Regions from separate parts of the Mus musculus genome. Here region 2 is linked to region 1. A link is a contact called in public HiChIP or PLAC-seq data. All regions are on one chromosome and are shown on one strand. The core of a region is the stretch at or near the end of the contact, and the rest is flanking DNA. Distances in the headings are between cores, read along the strand shown.

Evidence for each region. HiChIP or PLAC-seq counts read pairs in DNA pulled down with a chosen protein or histone mark.
Region 2: an H3K27ac HiChIP or PLAC-seq map of microglia shows a contact between it and region 1, with 4 times the contacts expected there. The contact joins two enhancer-like sites. A contact is called at or near these places in 2 of 39 promoter capture datasets (cranial neural crest and neutrophils) and 1 of 115 datasets of contacts at active chromatin or transcription factors (microglia).

Annotation. Positions count from the first base shown.
Region 1 is chr4:10,921,058-10,927,246 of GRCm38.p6, reverse strand. No RefSeq gene overlaps it. Among named protein-coding and RNA genes, the nearest start is that of 2610301B20Rik, 50 kb to the right of the region's middle. Within about 2 kb of position 3,861, at least 123 of the 459 cell types and tissues checked have an H3K27ac peak or open chromatin away from gene starts, as enhancers often do. A contact at or near this core is called in microglia, where this site is marked.
Region 2 is chr4:11,290,605-11,296,511 of GRCm38.p6, reverse strand. Dpy19l4 (dpy-19-like 4 (C. elegans)) reads left to right here. Exons shown (of 19, transcript NM_001081201.2): 7 at 453-576; 8 at 3,824-3,958. Among named protein-coding and RNA genes, the nearest start is that of Dpy19l4, 29 kb to the left of the region's middle. Within about 2 kb of position 2,756, at least 3 of the 459 cell types and tissues checked have an H3K27ac peak or open chromatin away from gene starts, as enhancers often do. A contact at or near this core is called in microglia, where this site is marked.

The DNA.
Region 1 (6,189 bases), core at 2,612-5,111:
CTCCACTCTGTAGGCTAAGACTGAACTTGTCACCTTCCTGCTTTCTCTAGGTTATTGTTCCCTCGAGTACCATTTCAAATTTCCTGCGCCCCCACCCCCTACCTCTTCACTGGTGGCTTCCTCCCTGGACACAAATATAAGGGTCTTGTCTAAGTTTCCAAAGCTTTCTGAGGTGCTGGGGGCGGTGGCTCGTGGCTGCAATCTGAGCACTTTGGAAGCTGAGGCCGAAGATTCTTTTTTTTTTTTTTTTTTGGTTTTTCTGTGTATCCCTGACTGTCCTGGAACTCACTTTGTAGACCAGGCTGGCCTCGAACTCAGAAATCCACCTGCCTCTGCCTCCCAAGTGCTGGGATTAAAGGCGTGCATCACCACGCCCGAAATGAGGCCGAAGATTCTTGAGCTTGAGTCCAGGACCAGTCAGGGATCGGGCTGGGAAAATGTATGTCAACTTGACACAAGCTAAAGTCATCTAGGAAGAGGGATCCTCAACTGAGAAAATGCCTCTGTAAGATCCAACTGTAGGGCATTCAATAGTTATTGATGTGGGAAGGCCCAGCCATTGTGGGTAGTGCTACCCCTGGGTTGGTGGTTCTGGGTTCCATACGAAAGCAGACTTTGAAAGTCATGTTGAGGAGTAAGCAGCAGCCTCCATGGCCTCTGCATCAGCCCTTGCCTGTGGGTTCCTTCCCTGCTTGAGTCCCTGTCCTGACTTCCTTTGGTAATGAATAGCGAGTGGTACGGAAATGTAAGTCAAATAAACCCTTCCTCCCCAAGTTGCTTTGGTCATTCCATCTCAGCAGTAGTATCCCTAAGCTAAGCCGCTTACAGAGTTCCAGGTCAGCCTGGGGTGCCCGATCCCCCCCCGCCCCCCCCATACTCTTCTACAGCCAAGTTGGAGGAGAAAGTTGTCTGCACTCCTCTATCCACTTCCTTCAGTCCTTTCCTGTCTGGTTCATGATCTGGTTCATGATCTCACTATTTCCTGGGAACCGGATAAGGTTCCTACTGTCATACACTCCACTGGGGCAGAACACATGACCCAATCTCCCTGGAAATTCTCTGTTCCTCTAACTTTATTTTTCTCTAGTTACTGTCCACTCTCCTGTGGCAGCTCCTTTTCCTCTGGGTGTCTGAGGAACATAGGCTCCACTTCCCAGTGCCGTTCAGTATCTAGGATTTTAGCAACTGTCTACATCCCAGCAAGGCTTTCTGGCTTGATTGAAGACAAGTCTACACAGTGGACTTGCTTAGGCATATCTGGGGAGCCTGGTGGACAGCCTTGACCAAGTCCATCTGTCAGAGAGAAATAGCTAGTTGTGGTTTTATTGCTACCTCATGGTCACATCAAACGAGCTCCCTGATGGGCATGAAGAGGGTGGAGACACAGACAAACTCCTGCAGGTAGATCAGACCACACAAACAGTCCAGAGGAGGATAAAGGAGATCAAGAATAGAAAATTTGTGTGGGGCTGGGAGTTGACATTTTAAACAGGGCAGTCACTGAGCTACTATGCTAATTTGCTTCAAATCGATCGAAACTTGACATAGCCTAGGAATACAATAATATAATAATCTGTACTGCTCAGATTGTATTGCCTATAGCCATGTCTAGCAGGGACTGCTTTGACTGATGACTGATGTGTGAGTGCCTAGCCCACTGTGTGCAGTAGCATCCCTAGGCAAGTGAGCCTGGGCTACATAAGAAAGCTTGCATGATCCAGAGATCAAGACTGAGAATAAAACAGCAATCAGTGACTTCCCTCAGTGAGGGGCTGTGACCTGAAAGTGTAAACTGATATTAACCCTTTCCAGCACTTGGGAGCCAGAGGCAGGTGGATGTCTGTGAGTTCATTCCAGTCTGGACTGCACAGGGAACTCCAGGACAGCCAGAGTTAACAGAGACCCTGTCTCTAAAAACAAAGACAAAATAAAAACAGACAAACACATAAACAAAAGAACAGTTCAAAGACTTAGACAGGAAGATGTATGGCAACAATTCAGGCAAGAGACAATGGCGGTTGTATCTGTGTTGAAAAAAATGGAGATGATGAGACAGGCAAGGCTGTCACCCTTTCAAGGAAGCACCAGCAGAATTTGCTAATGGTGGGTATACAGGGATGTTAGTCGGGTTCTCCAGAATCACAGGACATATGAATGTCTCTATGTATTAAAGGAGATTATTAAAATGACTTAAAAGCTACAGTCCAACTAACCCAACAATGGAAAGTCCAAGAATCTAGTAGTTGCTCACTCCCATGAGGGTAGGTGTTTCAGCTGGCCTTCTGTATAAGCTGGATTCCTGAAGAAGTGGGTACCAGATGTGCTGGTAAGTAAGTGCAAGTGGGTGAAGAAGAGGAAGAGGCCTTCTTTCTTCCGTTGTCCTTATGTAGGCCTCCAGCAGATGGTGTGGCCCAGATTAAAGGTGTGTGGCACCACACCTGGTTTTGGAACTTGCTCTGTCCTATGCCTTGAGCTCAAGAGATCTGCTTGCCTGTCTCCGGGGATTAAAGACCCTTGCCTGGGCCTAAGCTTTTCATGGCCACTATGCCTCACAATCTGGATCAAAAACTCGTGTCGTCCCATGTCAAGATCTGGGTCAGGAGCCTGTGTCTTCCAGCCTCAAGATCCGGATCACAGGTGTGCCCTCTATTTCTGGATTGTAGTTCATTCCAGATGTAGTCAAGTTGACAACCAGGAATAGCTATCACAACAGGGATATTAAATATTAAGATGGATCCCTGCAATTCCCAGGAATATGTTTGGGAGTAACTGGAGTTCCCTGGAGGAAGCAGAGAGAAAGCCTGTCTGAGGTGGCTCACCGTCCTGGTGTACTTTGCTCCAGGTTCCCTCTCACTGGGAGATGCATCTGTCACCTGACTGCTGAACTTTACTCCAGGCTCCTGAGAGGCACCTGTCACCTGACTGCAAGCCCTCCCTCCACGTGACTTTCTTTCCTGACAGCTTACTTAGCTATCTCAGAACTTAGGCCCACATCTCCCCAAGTAAATTCTCCTCTGCAAACCTCCCCTTCTATCCTCATTCCCCAGTGTGATGGTGGCCAGCTAGCCAGCTACTTGGAGCCCTGGGTCACACTGACTTCTCTTCCTTTTGTCTGCTCCATGCCACCAGTCATGTGGCCCTGAGTGCCACCTCTTAGGCATTTCTGGACTCCCTCTCCTTGTTTTTCACCTGTGCCACCTCGCCTGGAGTTCTGGGGAGACTCTATAGGTGAACTTCCTTTTAGGCCATTCGTGTCAAACCTGTCACCCTCTCTCCACCTTACCCAGTTCAGTGGCCTTCCTGGTATTGGCATCTTTTGCCCTTCATTCCTAAATGACTTCTGCCACCTTTGGGAGAGCCACAGTAAACAAGGCCCATGTTAGCATGCCCCAGGCTATTTGTCCAGACTTCGGCCATTTCCTACAGCTCTTTTTGTGTGGGCAGTTCCGAACTACTAATGCTTTTAGCACCCTCTGGGATCAGGTCACAGCAGCATGGTTTCCTAGTGTCTTCTGTATATCTTGACTGGAGAGTTTCAGATGATCTCAAAGGCTGGCATAGAAGAAAAGCCAGGGTTTCCCATACCCCCATGTCCTCCTGGGATTGGGGACCCACACATCGATTGGTGACTTGGAAGGACACTGAGAATGCTCAGCTGAGCTTCACTGGTCCTGCAGAAAGGGACAGTCAGGTCAATTTTCCAGTGGTCACAAACTGGGATTGGCTCTGCCCCGGGCAGTGGTAAACCTGTAGATTAGAGAACCTATTAGGAAACTCAGACTCTCTAGAGTGCTACTTCCCTGCAGCCCTAGAGAAACCAGGCCCCCATTCTCTTGTGTTTCAGTTTCTCTTCCCTCGAGCAGCCAGTCTAGTTGGCAGAGTTCCCTGGCTCCGGCCTTACTCATTCTGCATCTGCTGTAGTGGTCACGTCTCTGCCACCCATTTCCCCGGGAGACTCTAGTTTCCCTTCTCCATATTTTATCACAATCACATTATGTATTCCACTGCTACAAGCACTGAATTAATGCACCTCCCCCGTGTGTGCATGATGTAGGTTTTATTTGTTTTGTGCATGGTGCCTTTTCATCTCGGTGGTCTTTGCACCTTGTACTAGATCTGGTACACAGTATTTTGGTAAATGTTTGTTGAGTAATTCAATTCACCCTATTCTACTCAGCTTACATTCTGTTCTAGGGACTGTATCTATGAAAGAACAAGGGGTGAGTAGTGTCAGATTATACAGCAAGGATGTGACTGCTCCAAGGTATGGCTGAGAAGGGTTTTATTGTAGATCTGAGAGAGTACAGCCAATGGCCTCTGGAAGAGTCCAGGGCAGGGAGAGAAAGTAGCAGACTAAATATGGTCATGGAGGGTGGGGGGAGGGGGGAGAGGCAAAGACACAAACACAGACAGAGAGAGACACAGAGAGAGACACAGAGAGAGAGATGGTGGGAGAATGTATGAGAGAAAGACCAAGAGAGAGAGGCAAGAGAGGGGGCCAAGAGTACAAGAGAGAGCCACGAGAGCCCATGACTAAAATGTCGGGGTTGTATACAAACGAGAAACTGTGGGATGGTACACCGATGAGCTGGAGAAGTTCAGGTAGAGGGTGGGGTGAGAAGAGCTGAGAGGAATCCCAGGTACTGAGTGGGCCTGGAGGCCAGCGTGCACCTTCTTATGATAATAGGCACCACAGTTAGCCATTTGTCCTGAGAGTCTTCTGACAATTCTTCCTGACAAGTAGAATTGCCGGAGGAGTTTGGATGGTGGAAAAGTCACACTGGCAGTCAACGTTATCCTCAGACACATGCAGCACTATATCAAATGGCTGAAGCCTGCTGCCCATGTGTAGTCTAAAAGTAGCATGTAGACCTGGGCGCAGCATCACACACTGATATTCTGGTGTTCGGGAGACTGAGGCAGGAGGAACAGAATTTGCAATCAACCTGGGCTACATAGGGAAGATGCAAAACAATGAAAGAGCTGCCTGTAGCTCCAGCTCCAGCTTTAATCTTATCGACTGCCTCTGATCCCACAGCGGTCAAATCAATAAGAGCTTTCTTATGGGCGAAGGCAGAGGCCATGCCGGATATAAAGCACCCTATCTGGTCAATGGGCGTGCACTATGGATGGCTGCAGAAATAAAGGTGCCTTGTTTTGGGGTAGCCCAGAGCCTGCAGCCTTTGAGTTTCTGGGAGCTGTTGGGCAAACATCATGGAAGAGTTCTGTTGGCACTGGATTCAGTGGAAGCAGCAGGAAAGTGCATTTCTGGAGAGGGGTTTTGGAGACAAGTTTCTGGGCTGGAGCTGGGAGTTGTGACAGAGAAGCTTTCTGGAGGGGTCAGGGCTGTGAATCTGAGGGATTCACTTCTTGTCCCAGAGCCATATCCAGGCTCACTCACAGGGCTGTTGACCGGCTTGGAGAACAAGCCTGGACAAGGCCTTGTTTGGGTGCTACCATGTCCAGTTCCATTTCACGGGAGTGGCTCGGAGACCTGCCCACTCTTTCTTTGCAGGGAGGTCCTAGGAGCCTCAGAGCAACTTTGTTCCAGCTTAGTCTGATCGGGGCTTGTTTCAAGCCTTGCAATTTCCAAGGCAAAGAAATTGTAGCTCTTCCCTCTCCCTCCCTCCGTCCCCCCGTCCCTCCCTCCCTCCCTGTCTCTTCTTCCTCCTCTCCTCCCCCTCCCTTCTCCTTTCTTTCCATAGTCTTGCTATGTAGTTCAAGCTAGCCTGAAGCTCATGGTCCTCCTGCCTCTGAGTGCTGGCACATAAATGTGTGCTAACACACCCAATTTAGAAGCTATAACTCCTGCCCCAAGCAAGAGAGTTTGGAGGTTATCTTAGTTTTCTGTGATAAAATAACTATTCTGACAAAGTTGGGGGTGGTTTGTTTTTCTCTCTCACAGTTCCAGATTGTCCATCATGGTGGGGAAATCAAGTTGGCAAAAATTTAAAACACCTAGTCACATTATGTATGCATACTAGCGCTCAGTTCACTTTCTCCACTATCCAGTTCAGGATTCTCTGTCCAGGGAATGGTGTCACCCACAGTGGGCAAGCTTCTGCATAGCAATTACCATAATCAAATAATGCCTGGTACACTTGTCCACAGGCTGTGAAGAGACACCATGACTATGGCAGCTCTTATAAAGGAAAACATTTCATTGGGGCTGGCTTACAGTTCAGAGGT
Region 2 (5,907 bases), core at 1,507-4,006, 370 kb before region 1:
GGAACTAATTATTCTAATATCTGTCACCTTTTTTTTGTTGTTTGTTTAACATTTTTGAGACAAGGTCTTGTTTGGGACTTAATGTGTGGACCACACTAGCTCCAAGCTTGCAGTGATCTTTCTGCCTTTATCTTCCAAGTATTGGAATTACTGCTGTGAACCATGATAGCTCAGCCGTTATGAGCACTGGCTGCCCTTCCAGAGGACCTGGATTCAATTCCCAGCACCCACATGGCAGCTCACAACTGTCTGTAGCTCTAGTTCCAGGAATCTGATGCCCTTTTCTGGCATCCAGGAGCACCAGGCTCACACATGTAAACAGACCTTCATGCAGGCAAAACACCCATATGTGTAAAATAAAATAATAATTTAAAGATAAGATAAAGAGAAATGTACTGTAGTGTCACACAGATGCATGCCTTACTTTCAGTGTCCTCTGTGGTTTGTTTTAGGGTGGACACAACAAGAATCGAGTACTCCATTCCTTTAAGAGAAAACTGGGCTCTACCGTATTTTGCATGCCAAGTTGCTGCACTTACAGGCTATTTAAAAAGAAATCTAAATACTTATGCAGAGGTAAGATATAAATGTGTTTTATACCTCACAGCTAATTCTGATGCTTTGCAAATATGCTTTGGTTGTTTTGTTTTGACACAGAAATGTCTTTCGTTCGGGCTGGCTTCAAACTCACTGTGTAAGGAAGGCCGGGCCTTGAGCACTTTCTCTCCCTGCTGCCATGTAGGGTTGCACGTGTGCACCACCATGCTAGGCTATGGTGCTTAATTTTAAAGTAAGTCATAGTAGGAGCTAAGTTGTATTCAGTGAAGCATGTTACTATGTAACATGTAGTAAGGCCATTGTTACATCTGTTTTTCTGTAATCTGATGGCAGCGGAATAGTTTTAGAAAAACAGATGTTATATTGTTTTTAGTATGGTTACATGAAGAATATCTGATTTTGGAAGTTAATCTATCCAAGTGTTGTTTTTGCCATTTCTCTTACTTCAGGAACATTTATGTCCTTTAGTCATCAGAACTTAAAAGAAATATTCCTGAAGACACAGCCGTGGCTGAGGATGACAGTGGTGTAAACTTTGATGGCAGTACGGCATGGTCTTGTGTTCATTCACATGTCTTCCCTGACTGAGATTAGTAGGTTAGTCAAAGCTTAAGGAAATGTCCGTCTCAGATCATTTAGAATCTTAAGTTTTTGTTATTGTTATTCCCTCAATCCCATGGGCAGTTGAATGAAGCCTATAGACTGTGTCACAGAATAATGTTAATAAAATGTATGCCTACAGAGGCAGTTCATTATTGAAGTTGACTGAAACATAGCAGTCTGTTGGCAGTCGGCCTGTCTTACATAAAAATTTCCTGGTTAGGAAGAGACCAGAATCGACCAAACAAAGTCTTCTAATAAGCTTGTCTGTTAGAGGGGTGTACCTCTGTGGTAGCTGGCATGTGCAATGGCTGGAGCTTCTACCCCAGCACCAGACCCAAACACACCAATGGGAGGAACTAAGCAGATTCCTTCCTCGGTTTTAATTCCTCATGTGTATTTTACATTACTAAGAAGCAAATACAATAGGAAACTGAAAGGTAATATTCTTTTTACTGTAGACCCACTTATAATGATAGGATTATTTTTGACTATGTGTATAATATAGTATAATATGTATATATTACATATATACATATAATATATATATATATTTAAATTTGAAAATATAAAATAATAAACTAGGTATGGTGGTGTATGTCTTTAATCCCAGCACTCAGGAGGCAGAGGCCGGAGGACCTCTGTGATTTTGAGGCCAGCCTGGTCTACACGGTGAGTTCCAGGGCAGCCAGAGCTACATAATAAAGAGACCCAGCCTCAAGAACCAAACAAAAAACTTAGAAATAATATATAGCATAGCATGAAACACTGCAGTGAAAAGAAATTAAATAACGACATGGTACAAGTGGGATAAAGCATGGCCCTAGCTAGATACTGTCGTCCATGCTCTTATCCCAGCACTTGGGGGTAGGTAGGAGGCAGGAGTTCAGGTATATCCTTAGCTACATGATGAGTTCAAAGCCAGCCCTGTCAAAAAGAGTACAGCAAAAATATCTCCCTAAAAATAAAGGACGAACAGATGGACGTGGAGGTGCATACTTGTAGTAAGTACCAGCACACAGACAACTGAAGCAGCAAGATTTCCACAAGTTCAAGACTATTGTAGACTCCAGACACTAAAGCAACCTGCCTGTATAGCCTGACTCTGGTCAGAGACACTAAAGCCTGGCAGCCTGTAATTCCATGGCCCTCATAATAGGTACAAGGAGAGAACAGACACCACACATGTGGTCCTCCCCCAAATTATACACAATAAAAAAGTTTAAACAAATTTTACTTAAAAAGTTATTACTATTTTTAGGCAACAGTTTATTTTAGTTCAAAATAAATGTCATAAAAGCAGCTTTGGCAGTTCATCTCTCTCTACACAAAGAACTCCCTGACAGTGTAAAGGCCTGTGCAGGAGATGCAGCTCCATGGACGAACTCTTGGCCAGTAAGGCTGAGACCTTGGGTGTGATCCCTCACGGCAGAAGAAAGCACTGAGCTATGGGAATTAGGCCTGAAATCTGTCATGTTGTTCTACATGCAACGGAACATTCAAGCCATAAAAGTTCAGCAACTAAGCTTGCTGTGTTGAGGGCAGGAAGGAACAGGATGTGTTCAGAGACACAGCCCAGACTGGCCTTGGATCCTCTCGTTCTAGTTCTAAGAGCTGAGATTAGGGAAGTGCACCCAGGCATGGCTCTTTTTCATTATTACGTAAAGAAAAGTAGCATCCAGGTTTGCATGGTTGTTATGTGTTGCACTGGAGGGAAACAGGCCAAACCTTGTTAAGAGCAAAAGCTTGGCTAGGCAACCCAGATTCTTGAGGGTTTTTTTTGAAAATAAAATTAGCATGAATGAGAAAAGAGAGACGATTTTAGGACAAAAGAAGCTTCCATATTAACAAAAGTTTACCAGCTACTCTAATAAAACTCAATTTCTTGGGCTTGGAGAGGTGGCTCAGTGGTTAAGAGCACTGACTACTCTTCCACAGGTCCTGAGTTCAATTCCCAGCAACCACATGGTGGCTCATAACCATCTGTAATGGGATTCAATGCCCTCTTCTGTTGTGTCTGAAGACAGCTATAGTATACTCATATAAATAAATAAATCTTTTTTTAAAAATCAATTTCTTTTAGCATTTGCTTCTTCTTCTCTCTCTTGTTTTTTTTTTTTTTGTTTGTTTGTTTTGTTTTGTTTTTTGTTTTTTTCAAGACAGGGTTTCTCTGTGTAGCCCTGGCTGTCCTGGAATTCACTCTGTAGACCAGGCTGGCCTCAAACTCAGAAATCCGCCTGCCTCTGCCTCCCAAGTGCTGGGATTAAAGGCATGCACCACCACTGCCTGGCCTTGCTTCCTCTCTTGAAATGAAAAAAAAAAAAAAATTGTGCCCCTTTTGTCCTGCCCCTTTGAAATATAATATGGGAAAAACAGGTGCTGGTTCCTCTCTGTGCTTTGCTAAGATCCTGCTGTGGTTTTTTGTTTGTTTGTTTGTTTGGCTGGTTTATTTTGTTTTATCATTTTATTTTAATTTTGAAATAAGGCTCCTTCTATGTCCTAGAACTTGTTATGTAGACTAAGCTGGCCTTGAACTCATAGAAGTCCACCTGCCTCTACTTCTCACGAGCTGGGATTAGGACATGCACCACCACACCTAGTTGGTCTGTAGCTTATTGGGTTTTGCAATAGTGAAGTAACTGATCCTAGTTGTTTTTTTCTCTAGAGGTTTTGCTACCTGTTGCTGAGTACCTCGACGTACACTTTCATGATGGTGTGGGAGTACAGCCACTACGTCTTGTTTCTTCAGGCAGTATCCCTGCTGCTGCTAGATATCTTCTCAGTGGAACAAAGTGACAAGGTAGTGTGACACTGTTAAATGGGGGACAATGGTTTTACAGTATTGTTTCTAAAATCCTCTTTTCCATTTCTTCATCTCTTATTCTCAACTCTTCAGAACTCTAATGAGCATCAAGATTGAAATTATTTGAACAGAGAGAACCTAACATAAAGATTTAATATCCATGACTGTGCACATAGTTCAGTGGTAAAGTACTTTGTTTAACATGGAAAAGGCCCAGAACCCTCGAAACTTATCACTGTCTAAGCAGTCATTAATCAAGAATAAAGTCATTGTCTTAATAACTGATTAGCTGGAAGGAACCCTGCTGTTGGGATCCAGAACTGACAGTCTTAGGTGAGGTTCGAAGGAAGCGCAAGCCACCAAGAGGCAAGGAGAGAGCGAGCATCTCCTTCTTCCTCCAGCGGTGTGCTTTCCGGGAAGCCCTTCCTTTTCACAGTTGTACTTGGAGCAGAGAAGTGTACACAGAAGGGAGAAACAGGCTGTGAAGCTGAGTTACTCTGCAGCAGCACTTGTGTGGACTTAGCCAGGTCAAGAATTGACTTGCCACACCAGAAGACTTACCCTCTTTCCCAGGCATACATTAGTATTTCCCAAGACTGTCATTACTTGATACAGTGAAATCTCTCTTTTATGATTTTTTCTATTTTTCGGTTATATATGTGTGTCTGTGCATCTATGCACATATGAGGGCATGCACGTGTAGTCTAGAAGAGTGTTGGGCCTCCTGCAGGTGGAGCTTAGGTGGTTGTGAGCTGATGGATGTTGGTTCTAGGACTTGAACTCAGTTCTCTGCAAGAACAATATCTACTCTTAATCACTTAGGCATGGATCCAGCCCCTTTATTCTTTCTTTGTTTTAAAATTTTTAAGTAACTTAAAATTTTTTTTGCTATGTGTCTGGATGTTTACCTGCATGTCTATATGCTGCATGGGTGCAGTGCCCTTGGAGGCCAGAAGAGGGCGTTGGATCCCTAGAACTAGACTGTGGAGCCTCCTCTCCAGTCTTCTCTCCATTCTCTGTGGTTTTGTTTCTTTGCTTGTGTTGTTTTGTTTTCTCTCTTTTTTTTTTTAAAGATTTATTTATAATATGCAAGCACACTGTAGCTGTCTTCAGACACACCAGAAGAGCGTGTCAGATCTCGTTACAGATGGTTGTGAGCCAACATGTGGTTGCTGGGATTTGAACTCCAGACCTTTGGAAGAGCAGTCGGGTGCTCTTACCCACTGAGCCATCTCACCAGCCCTTGTTTTCTTTTTTTAAGACAGGGTTTCTCTCTGTAGCCGTGGCTGTCCTTTAACTTGCACTGTAGACCAGGCTGGCCTTAAATTCATAGAGATCAGCGTGCCTCTCCCTCCTTCCCAAACACTGGGATTAAACCACCATTGCCTGGCTTCAAACTTCTGGTCTTCCAGCCTCTACGTTGTGAGTTGGAGGTTAAAGGTATGACTACCACCACTCCCAGTTGTATGCAGTGCTGAGGACTGACCCAAGCACTTAGCAGACACTGTTCTAACTGAGCTGCATCTCTAACCTGTGACTTTTTTTTTTCCTACACAGAGACAGGGTTTCTCTGTGTAGCCCTGGCTGTCCTGGAACTCACTCTGTAGACCAGGCTGGCCTCGAACTCAGAAATTAACCTGCCTCTGCCTCCCAAGTGCTGGGATCAAAGGTGTGTGCCACCACTACCAGTGTGTGACTTATTTTTTGACACGAGCTCTTGCTGTATAGTCCTAGCTGGACTTTAATCCTTCTGAGTAGGCCTTCCAAGTGCTGAATTCGTGACAAGAAAACTAACAGACGTTATAGTGTGGCTGTAAAGAGTGTTCTTGAGTTTTCATTTATGATGTTTTAGCTCCTTAACTTTTCTGTAGGGCACTAAGAGGCAAATGTAGAATCCCTTACATTCAATGGCGATGAAAAGAAGGTCAAACACTCCCTGACACTGC